Regions from separate parts of the Mus musculus genome. Here all the other regions are linked to region 1. The links are chromatin contacts, called in public HiChIP or PLAC-seq maps. All regions are on one chromosome and are shown on one strand. The core of a region is the stretch at or near the end of the contact, and the rest is flanking DNA. Distances in the headings are between cores, read along the strand shown.

Evidence for each region. HiChIP or PLAC-seq counts read pairs in DNA pulled down with a chosen protein or histone mark.
Region 2: an H3K27ac HiChIP or PLAC-seq map of embryonic stem cells shows a contact between it and region 1, with 8 read pairs. The contact joins the enhancer-like site here to the promoter of 4933404O12Rik in region 1. A contact is called at or near these places in 1 of 39 promoter capture datasets (neural stem cells), 3 of 15 datasets of contacts at CTCF or cohesin (embryonic stem cells, large pre-B cells and pro-B cells), 17 of 484 Hi-C or Micro-C datasets (the AML12 cell line, cerebral cortex, cortical neurons and 10 more), 22 of 115 datasets of contacts at active chromatin or transcription factors (the 230-238 cell line, the NIH/3T3 cell line, astrocytes and 13 more) and 1 of 9 other capture datasets (adipose tissue).
Region 3: a RAD21 HiChIP or PLAC-seq map of pro-B cells shows a contact between it and region 1, with 9 times the contacts expected there. The contact joins the enhancer-like site here to the promoter of 4933404O12Rik in region 1. A contact is called at or near these places in 1 of 15 datasets of contacts at CTCF or cohesin (pro-B cells), 3 of 484 Hi-C or Micro-C datasets (myocytes, nephron progenitors and palatal mesenchyme), 6 of 115 datasets of contacts at active chromatin or transcription factors (the 230-238 cell line, T-cell acute lymphoblastic leukemia, embryonic stem cells and 2 more) and 3 of 9 other capture datasets (adipose tissue, liver and pancreatic islet).

What each region holds. Positions count from the first base shown.
Region 1 is chr5:136,917,301-136,920,620 of GRCm38.p6, reverse strand. 4933404O12Rik (RIKEN cDNA 4933404O12 gene) reads right to left here and starts at 1,475. Exons shown (of 4, transcript NR_015555.1): 1 at 1,190-1,475.
Region 2 is chr5:136,794,397-136,797,716 of GRCm38.p6, reverse strand. All of the region lies in intron 3 of Col26a1 (collagen, type XXVI, alpha 1), which reads left to right. Among named protein-coding and RNA genes, the nearest start is that of Gm30654, 31 kb to the left of the region's middle. Within about 2 kb of position 1,781, at least 9 of the 459 cell types and tissues checked have an H3K27ac peak or open chromatin away from gene starts, as enhancers often do. A contact at or near this core is called in the 230-238 cell line, where this site is marked.
Region 3 is chr5:136,842,237-136,845,556 of GRCm38.p6, reverse strand. All of the region lies in intron 2 of Col26a1 (collagen, type XXVI, alpha 1), which reads left to right. Among named protein-coding and RNA genes, the nearest start is that of Gm30654, 17 kb to the right of the region's middle. Within about 2 kb of position 1,771, at least 17 of the 459 cell types and tissues checked have an H3K27ac peak or open chromatin away from gene starts, as enhancers often do. A contact at or near this core is called in palatal mesenchyme and pro-B cells, where this site is marked.

The DNA of each region.
Region 1 (3,320 bases), core at 226-2,725:
GCCCTGCCTGGTCTGCATCTTGTTATGTAGATCAGGCTAGCCTCAAATTAGTCTTGACTTCCCCGTCTCTACCTTGTGAGCACTGGAATCGCACGCATGTGCAACCAGCCTGGCTATTTATTTATTTTTAATCATGATTTCCCTAAAGTCTGTAATCCCAGGACTGGGGGAAGCTGAGGCAGGAGGATGACTATAAGTTCCAAGCCAGCCTAGGGTTACATATACAGACCTTATTTCAAACAAAACCAAGATAGGTGGTGAGATAGCTCAGCAGGTAAATGTGATCACTCACTGCATCACATGAGTGCAATCCCCCAGACCCACGTGGCAAAAGGAAAGGATCAATTTCTGAACCCAGAAAGTTTTCTGACCACTACATGCCCTCCCCCTAAATACATACGGCAACAACCAAAACAAACATCAGACTAAAAACAAACAAAACAGAAAACAACAAAATCCCCCCAAAACAAAACAAAAACCAACCAATCAAACAAAAGCACCCGCCAGCCTTGTCATTTACTGGAGTATCAACGCGTTTGCTCTTAGGAAGCAGTGAAGCTTCCGAGGGCAAACACTGCTAGGTACTGCAGATCTGTGTCTGTCGGCCCCAGCTAGACCATGGATGAGGGGTACCTTATCGACTCTAACCCCAGCTCCCTCTTCTTTAATAGTGGAGGGCTGTGGCTGTGGCAGCACCCATCACTACTTATTGTGTGTGGTGTATGCATGCTGACATATGCTTGAGAGCTCGTGTGCAACTGCAGGGGCCACAGGAAGTTATTACTCCCAGCTTCATTCCCCAGAGCCAGGGTCCGTCTCTGAACTTGAAGGTAGACTAGGCTGGCGGCTAGGGTCTCTGATCCCACATGTTGGTTGTGTCCCTGTCTCCCTGCTGGGGATTCGAGCGGTTTCTCAAGGTTGCAAAAGCTCTCTTACCCCTGTGTCATCTCCCCAGCCCATGGACAGCACCTAATTGCTCCGATCACCAGGATCCATTCTGCTATTCCGGACAACGTGAAGGAACTAGACGGTTAACCCAGAGTCACATCACCGGGGGGGGGGGGGGGGGGGTTTCAGGACTGGAGAGGTGGCCTGCGCCCCCACCCACCCCCACCCCCCGGCTCAGGGCTGGGCTTCCCGCGCATCCAGTCCCAGGTCTTGTCCTGATTTCCCGGCTGAAAATCCTCACCGTGGAAGGCTGAACCGAGCCGCGAACACATGAGGAGCCCCGGTTCCCGCCTCAGACCTGCAACTAACGACAGCTTGCTCGCGCCTAACTACATTTCCCAGAGTTTTCAGCGGCAAGCCGTTAGCGGGGCTCGCGACAGAAAATTCATTGGCGCCGAGGTGGTGGTGGCCGGTGACCAGCAAGGTGAATACGCAGATCTGTCGCTAACCCTCACACCTTTCACCCTGTCTACGCGCTCGCCACCACCTGATGCTCACTTCTGGTGTGGGAGGAGGCAGAGCAAGACAAGCCGTTGCCTGGAAAGGAACCAGAACTACAACTCCCAGAATGCTTCGGCATGGACAGCCTCCTGCTTCTCCGAGTAGCCCTAGAAACCGTTGTAGTTGCCACAGAGACTATTCTCAGATTATTTGGGCTCTGCAAGCCAGCGAGCGAAGGAGCAGAAGCCAGATTAGGGGAACGATAAAGGACAAAAGACGATATTTGACTTAAACAATGCTGACGAATACATTGCCATTTTTTCTTCCCACGGATGATCAGGGCCAGAGCAAAGGGCGAACAGCCTTCTAGGAAATGCAGAGAAGCTGCCACAGGAGCTATGGGAAACGTAGTCCATTGATTACTAGCCACGCCTTTAAGGAGAATTCAAACACAGTATTTGCCTTATAAGTACTTAAATAGTATTTAGAAAGTCCCTTTTTTATATTTACCCTCGGAGCCGTTTCAGACACTGCATATCCTAAGTGGAGCTTGTACCTGGCTAGCCTGTCTTCAGCCATCTTCCTTTAAGGTTTGTTGTACACAAAAGTAGACCAAAGGAACCTGTGGCTATTACGATTAATACATACTTCATAAATGTGATGGTTTGTATATTCTTGGGCCAGGGAGTGGCACCATTTGGAGGTGTGACCTGGTTGGAGTAGGTGTGCCTCTGTGGGTGTGAGTTTAAGATTCTCACCCTAGTTGCCTAGGAGTCAGTCTTCCACTAGCCGCCTTTGGATGAAGACATAGAACTCTCAGCTCCTCCTGCACCATGCCTGCCTGGATACTGCCATGCTCCCACCTTGATAATGGACTGAACCTCTGAACCTGTAAGCCAGCCCCAATTAAATGTTTTTATAAGACTTGCCTTGGTCATGGTGTCTGTTCACAGCAGTAAAACCATAACTAAGACAATAACCTATACGGTAGGAAGAAATCTTGAAAACTACTAACGGCTTGTTCTGAGTTAACCTTCAAACTAAATGTTCACTCCAGGACACAATAGGAATGAAAGGCCTGGGTATGAATCTTTCTCTTGCTACACACTGAGAGACGGTAACTAAGGAGACTGGGATCCCAAGAGACAGTGCCAACCACCTGACCAGAGGGTTTGGATAACGATGGCCTTTGTTCTATAATCTGACCAAAACTCTGATAAGACTATAGATGTAGAAGACGGAGCTCATTTTGATTTTCACAGGCTGAGTATCTGGAATCCTGAAGTGGACCTGGGCCACACTGAGGCTTTGGAAACAAGAGGCATGCTTTCAAAGGCTGTATAAAGAGCAACAGAGAGGCCTGCAGCTCTGTGGGTAGACACCTGGCTAACAGGAAGCCCATCTGGCTCCCATCTGTAGCATCACATAAACTGGGCATGGGTAATGGCGGCCTGTGAGAGTGAAGGCAGAAGGATCAGGGATTCAAGGTTATTGTGGGAAGCCACATGTGCCGTTGCAGGGTGGCGCTGGCTTCCGCTGGCCACCATGCATACATAGGCAGTAAAGTTCTTTTGCCAAGATGAGGTTTTGAGAATTAACCAAAATTAACCAATCAGATGAGAGAGGTTAACCAATCAGATGTAGGCATGCAAATGAGGTGGTAAACATAACCCAAGCACAACCAATCCGGGTGTGAGACACGCCTCTCCTAGGCCTATATAAGCAGCACCAGTTCTGGGCTTGGGATCTTTTTGCCTCTGCAATCAAGCTCTCCCAATAAACGTGGGCAGAAGGATCCTGTTGCAGCGTCGTTCTTGCTGGTAAGACGGGTGCGCGCAAGAGGTTATCCTCTGATACATAGGGAATTTGAGATCAGCTTGGGCTACACAGGACTTGATAAACAAATAAATCCAAAAGCTTGAATTGGAATG
Region 2 (3,320 bases), core at 532-3,031, 120 kb after region 1:
TAACTTTGAACTTGCTGTGCACGAGCTCGTTTCTACATTCCTTTTGCTGTCTGCCAGAGGGAGCTACAAAGGAAACTTCCTGTGGGACACCATGATTCCTGAGGGAAGTAGGACCTGCAGTTAGTGTGGAAACCGAGATCCATATTCCCTCACCAAGCCTACTCAAAGCTACCCAGGATGCCGTCCTTCCTGTTAGCTTACTCCCAGCACTAAAGCACAGTTAAGCCAGGTGGGTAGAGCATAATTGCAATCCCAGCCCGGGGTGGGGGTGGGGGGGCTGAGGCAGGGGGATCTGGAGTTCAAGGCCAGCCTGGGTTACCTAATGAGGCTTTATCTCTTTGTTATATACTGTGTTGGTCACTTTTCTCACAGCTGGGTAGCTTGCCTTCTGGGGGATGGGGGCTCAGATTCTGAGATCTTGGGGGAGCAGCCCCCCTTTCAAGCATGCCCCTAGATGGCTGTCTAACCTCTTCTTGGGCAACTCTAGAGATGGGCACTCACTCTCTCTGAGCTGATCCACTCAGCCTGCCCTGCGGCTCATCCCCTGAGGAGGTAGGGAGGGTCTGGCCTGTATGAAGTCTGCCCAGGGGAACTGAGAGGCCCATCTGTTTGCTCTGCCTTTTTGACCGGTAGCCTAGGCCTCCCCCTCCTCCCTCTCCTCCCCCTCTTCCTGCCTCTCCTCTCACTTCTCTCTCTCCTCCCCCTCCTCCCCCACTTCTACTTCCTCCCCTTCCTCCCACTCCTCTGTTCTCTCCCTCTTCCCACCTCTGTCTTCTCCCTCTTCCCCCTCTTCCCACTCCTGCCATTTCTTTCTCATCCTTCATTGCATCCTCTCTTCCCTTCTGCCTCCCCTTTCATTCCTTCCTTCCCTCTTTCTCTGTCTCTTCCCTCCCTCCCTCCTCCCACTTTCTCTCTCCATTCATCTTTCCTTCTTCCCCTCCTTCTGCACCTCACATCTTCCTCCAGTCCTTTTCTCCTTCCCCCTGCTCCCTGCTCCCTGCTCCCTGCTCCCTGCTCCCTGCTCCCTGCTCCCTGCTCCCTCCTCCCTGCTCCCTGCTCCCTGCTCCCTCCTCCCTGCTCCCTCCTCCCTCCTCCCTCCTCCCTCCTCCCAGAGAGCTGTTCAGCACCTTGTTGGCTTCACAGGTCCAGCCTGCCTGTTCCTCTGCAACCTTGTCTCTGTACGCACCACCATAAAAAGACGGGACCTTGGGCCAGATGTACAACACTCTCTTCCATCACAAAACCTTCTCTTGACCTTTTTTTTCTCTGTGTCTTTCATCAGTTAGGGGACTTCCTCACAGAACTGGGCCTGCACTTCTAGGCAGCCCCTAGCACACCCCACTGGTCAGGACCACAATGGGGACAGCAGAGATGCCTGAAGACCATGACATTGACTCTAGGCCTCTTGCTGTGGGAAACCACATGGGCAGAGGTTGGAGAAGAGAGCAGTGGCCTTGGTAAAGGCCATGAGTGGGTAGTGGCCATCCCTGCCCCTGGAGAGATCATTGTTTTACACCAACTACAGAGGCCAGTCTCCAGTCAGGTCATTATTTGGGCATGAGAGGAGGGTGGGTTCCAAGACGTGGATCACATAGGAGGCCTGAGCTGGCCCTTTGTGCTGCCAGAGAGCTGAAGAGTGGCAGGTGGCTTTGGGCTAAACAGACCTTCACTCTCCTGCCTCCTCCAGATGACAAATTCCTGGGTCCCTGTAGGTTCAGGGCCCTGTGTAAGCCACCGTCTTTACCAAAGTTCACCACTGTCTCTTAGGACTAGGGACAAAGGTCCCTCCCTTTCTTTCTATTTAAGTTTTATTTAGTTTGTGTTGAGGTAGGATGGGGTAGGGGTGGGTAGGCAGGTGTCACGGCACACACGTGACAGTCAGAGGACAACTTCTGAGAACTGTTGTTTTTTTGTTTTCCTTCCATCATATGGGTCCCTGGGGTCAACCTCAGATTGTCAAGCTTGGCAGCAAGCACCCTGAGCCAGTGAGCCATCCCACCCACCGGCCCTTGCTACCTCTGTCACCTGAGGAGATTCTGAACTGGAAATCCACACCTTGCCCGGCTCCAAGTCCGGGTTGACAGCATTTCCATATGTGGGGAAGATGTTGAAGCCAGAGCCGAGGAACGTGATGATGGGGTCTGGGATGCATAAAGCACACCCCTCCTGTCATCTCCTCCATCCTTGCAGAGCCTCCAGAGGCCCAGCGGGGGCGGGGGGGCGTTATGATGTTTTTACTTTCTCATGTCAAACTCGAGGCCACTGAGCTCAGAGGAATTCTGGGAATCACTCACAGGGCCTACGTGTGAAGGGCTGAGTCTGGATTGATTGATTGATTGATTGATTGATTGATTGATTATTTATTTATTTATTTATTGTAAGGATTGAATCTTGGGTTTCATGTATCACTGATCCACGCCCCCAGCCCCTCCCTGGGGGATTCTAGGCAGGGGCTCTACCACTGAGCCAAACTGTATCCCAGTTGTTGTTTTGTTTTTGTTTTTGTTTTTGTTTTTAAACAGAATCTCACTAAGTTGCCCAGATTGGCCTTGGATACATTCTTTAGGTCAAGTTTTTGACAACAGGACAGACTCAGTGGTAAAGTACTTGCTTAACACGCATGAGGTCCTAAATTCAATCCTAGACCACAAAATCCACCCATCCACCCACCTACACATTCACAACCCTCCCACCCACCTACCCATTCACAACCTTCCCACCCACCTACCCATTCACAACTCTCCCACCCACCTACCCATTCACAACTCTCCCACCCACCTACCCATTCACAACTCTCCCACCCAACTACCCATTCAGACACCCACTCACTCACCTACCCACCTACCCATCCATTCATCTATCCACCAACATACCCATCTACCCACCCACTCACCTATCCATCTACCCCCACCCCACCCCCACCCAATCCACCCACTGGTCCACCCACCTATCTGAAAGAAAGGAAATAATGACCCAGAGTCGTGTTCTACTGAAGAGAAACCTGCTGTCTGTCTCAGCAGCTAAGAGAAATCCTGGTCAGAGTCCTGAGAGGCAAGAACTTCATGTTCCAGAGAGACACCAAAATCAAATTGGCAGGAGGGAGAACCTGAGGCAAAGAGCTAAAGAGCATACATGGAGGGTGTTGACGATGATGTATAGGGCACCCCTCAGTGCTGCGGAATAGCAAAGAAATCATGAGTTCCAGAAGAAACCAGCCCAGCCCCACCTTCACATGGCTTCCCTGGGGAAGCAGTGTGAGAAACTGAGGGGATAGGATTGGGGCGGAGTTGGGAGGGCGGGTCAGCAAACGCCAGGACAGA
Region 3 (3,320 bases), core at 522-3,021, 75 kb after region 1:
GGGGGACATGGTAGGTGTGAGGATGGAGATGGCATTGAGCAGGGAGAAACTTAATATAAGAATTTGACATTTTGCTGTGAATGGAGCAAGACTAGGGCTTGACTGAGGGACACAGCTCTGTCATAAAGTGCTTGCCTCCCAAGCATAAGGTCCCGAGTTCCATCCCCTGAACCCAGGTTAGAAGTGGCTTGGTGGTATATACCTGTAACCCCAGCTTAGCAAGGGGCAGACATTTCGATCCCTGAGGCTCACTGGTTAGCCAGTGTATAGCCAGCCTGGATGAATAGACACGCTCCAGGCCAGTGAAGATAGTGTCTCCAAAACAAACCCAACATGGACGACTGATGGGGCTTCTGCTCACAGACATGCACATGGTCTTGGCACACACTGCTGCTGCCCTGCTAATTAAAGTCGAACTCTACCCTTGACTGGATAGCCTTCTAAGCTCGGCACAATATGGAGGACCCCCTTCATTGGCAGGGCTTCCCCTTTTCCGAACTTGTCTGGGGAGTTCAACTCCCCAGGCCCTATGCCTCTATCTGCAGAATGTCATGTAACCTTAATTAGATTACAGGTTCAACTTCCTTTCTCCCGATAAGAACCCATTCAGCTACAACCTGAGATTGCTGAAATGCTTCCCTATGCTAATGGGCATTTTGGTACCCAAAGCCTTCAGCCAGTGACCGTTGCCCATCCTGGGTGTTTCTATCCCTAGTCCCCAAAACTATATAAGTCCTGATCACCCCAAGTAAAGTTGATATGCCTCCCTGTAGCTGGTCTCAGTGTGTCATCCCCTTGACCCCGTAACCCTTCAACACCACGAGAGAGAGGGGGGAATGCAATCAAATTAAGCACAGATTTAAAACAAACAAGGAGAACTTGAGCTGAACATCAACGTTCATCTCCCCCTGCTTCCTGACTGCAGACTCAATGAATGTGTCCGGCTGCCTTTGGGTCCTAGTGGACTATGCCCTTGAGCCATGAGCCCAGATTAATCCTTCCTCCCTTATGGGTCAAGTTATGACACAGCACTAACAAAGACCTGGAGGCAGAAAGGACCATCTGGGCCTCCTTGCTCAGTGCCTCAGTTTCCTAGTTGGGACAGGGGGATGACTCCCATTCCCTGTCTTGCTCTGGAGTGGGGGATTGGCTTAGCTTGCGTGTGTCCCTTACAGTCAGTGTCAGGTGGTATTGGACATTAGCCTTGGGTGCCCCCAAGGCTCTCTCAGTCAACTCTTAGTGGTGGTGGGCTGGGTTCAGGAGGTCTGCCAGACTCAGAGGAGTCACATGGGCACCAAGGGGTGGGTCGCTTTGCTCCACCAAGCCTCTTCTGCCCTTGGCGGAATCTTCAGCTCCTCTGAGGTCTTTGATGGCATTCCAGCCAACCTTTTCCAGATGTGCTGAGTGGAGGGCTTTGGAGGAACTCTCTCCTCCTCATCTGCCTCCTCATTCCACCTCTGCCAGACGATCCCCTGCTGGCTGGCCTCCTGCTTTGGTGGGGCTGCCTGCTGCTCAGGGGGCAGACGCCTGCCAGGCTAAATGGAGTTCTGATTTAAATACTTTAAGATGTGGGCTAGCCTTCCTGTCCCTCCTCCTCTTCCTCCCACCCCCCATTCTTCCGCCTCTTTCTTCTTCCCCTCCTTTCTTCTCCCCCATTCCCCTTCCCCTTCCTCCTCTTCACCCTGACTGCGGAATCTCAGAGGCTTTCTTGTCTAGGTGATGCTTCCCACCTCTGTGGACCTGAGCTACAAACGGAAGCAGCTGTCTGCTGAGTCTGCTGTCTCTTCCCTGTTGCTCTTGGTGTGTACTTGTGTATGTGTGTAGGCGTGTGGTATATGCATGCAGAGTCCATAGATCTACCTCAGGTGGCACTAGTGTCACCATCTTGTTGTTTGAGATACAATCTCTTATGTAGCCTGGCACTTGCCAGTTTGGCTAGGCTAGATGGCTAGCAAGCCCAGGTATATACCTGTGTCCACATCCAACAGTTAACTTTTCTATTACTATTATTATGATGATGATGATGATGATGATGATGTAAATGTCCAGGCCAGAGGACACCTTTATGGAGCTAATTCTCTCATTCCACATTTGTAGTATGGATTCCAGGAATTGAACCCAGGTCTCCAGGCCTGTGTGGCAAGCCCTTCACACACTGAGCCATCTTGCTGGCCCATGGCCAGCATTTTCATATGGGTCTTGGGACTCAGGCAGGTTCTGGTCCTAATCATTTCAAGCACTCTACCCACTGATCTCTCTCTCTCTCTCTCTCTCTCTCTCTCTCTCTCTTTCTCTCTCTCTCTAGCCCTCATCTGATTTCATTGTTGTTTTTGAGACAGGCTCTCACTAGGAAGCCCAGGCTAATGTCAAACTCACAATTCTCTTGCCTAAGTTGTCTGTGGCTGCCCCTGGGGAATGCTAGAGGCCAAACACAACCCTCCTCCCGGAGGACTGCAGTGGGACCTCCCCTCCCTCCCTCCCTGCTGGTCCTCTGCTGCTCCTCAGGAGCTAATCTCCTTCCTCTGAGCAGTGCCTCCTTGTTTCCTGCGGAGGCTTTGCTACCTCCCAGCCTGTTCCTCTTCACCGAGGTCTCTGATGAGGCATCGGAGAACCAGGCAAGCAAGGGGGCTGGAAAGATGACCTGGCCAGTGAGAGAGGGATGCAAGACTCGTAGGATGAGGTCTTAGGATGAGCCAGTGGCTCCCAGACTGTGGCAGTACCCAGGCTCCCATTAAGAGACCTCACGTTACTACAGGGAGATGTCCTTTGAAGGCCAGAGGGTTATGGCCTCTACGCATCTATTTCCAGTAATTGAGTATCTCACCCCCATAGGAATACCTTTTGCAAATCTCTTTCTTTTAAAAATGTATTTATTCACTTATTTATTTAGTGTGTGTGTGTCCACATGTGTGCGTGCACCATGGCACACATGTGGCCGCCTCAAGACAACTTTCAGGAGTCAGGGCTCTCCTTCCACCTTGTAGGTAGGTCCTGGGGATTGAACTTGGGTGGTCAGTCTTGGCAGCAGGCACCTTTCCCAGCTGAGCCATCTTGCCAGTCCTTCTAATCTCCTTTGAAGCAACCTGCTTTTGGGCACACCTTGGACATTTCTGCAGACTTTCAGGATAGTCACTGAGAAGCTGTGGGTCTGTAGCAGGTCCCCCTCTGAGTTCTCTGCATGCCACATAATTGTGATTTTGACCATTTCTTTGGAGGACCTGTATGTCCTTGAAGGGCATGTTAGTGTCTTAGCTAGGGGTTCTCTTCTGTGAGAAAATATGAATGTAGTCTACCATCCATGTAAGTAAGACAGGAATTCA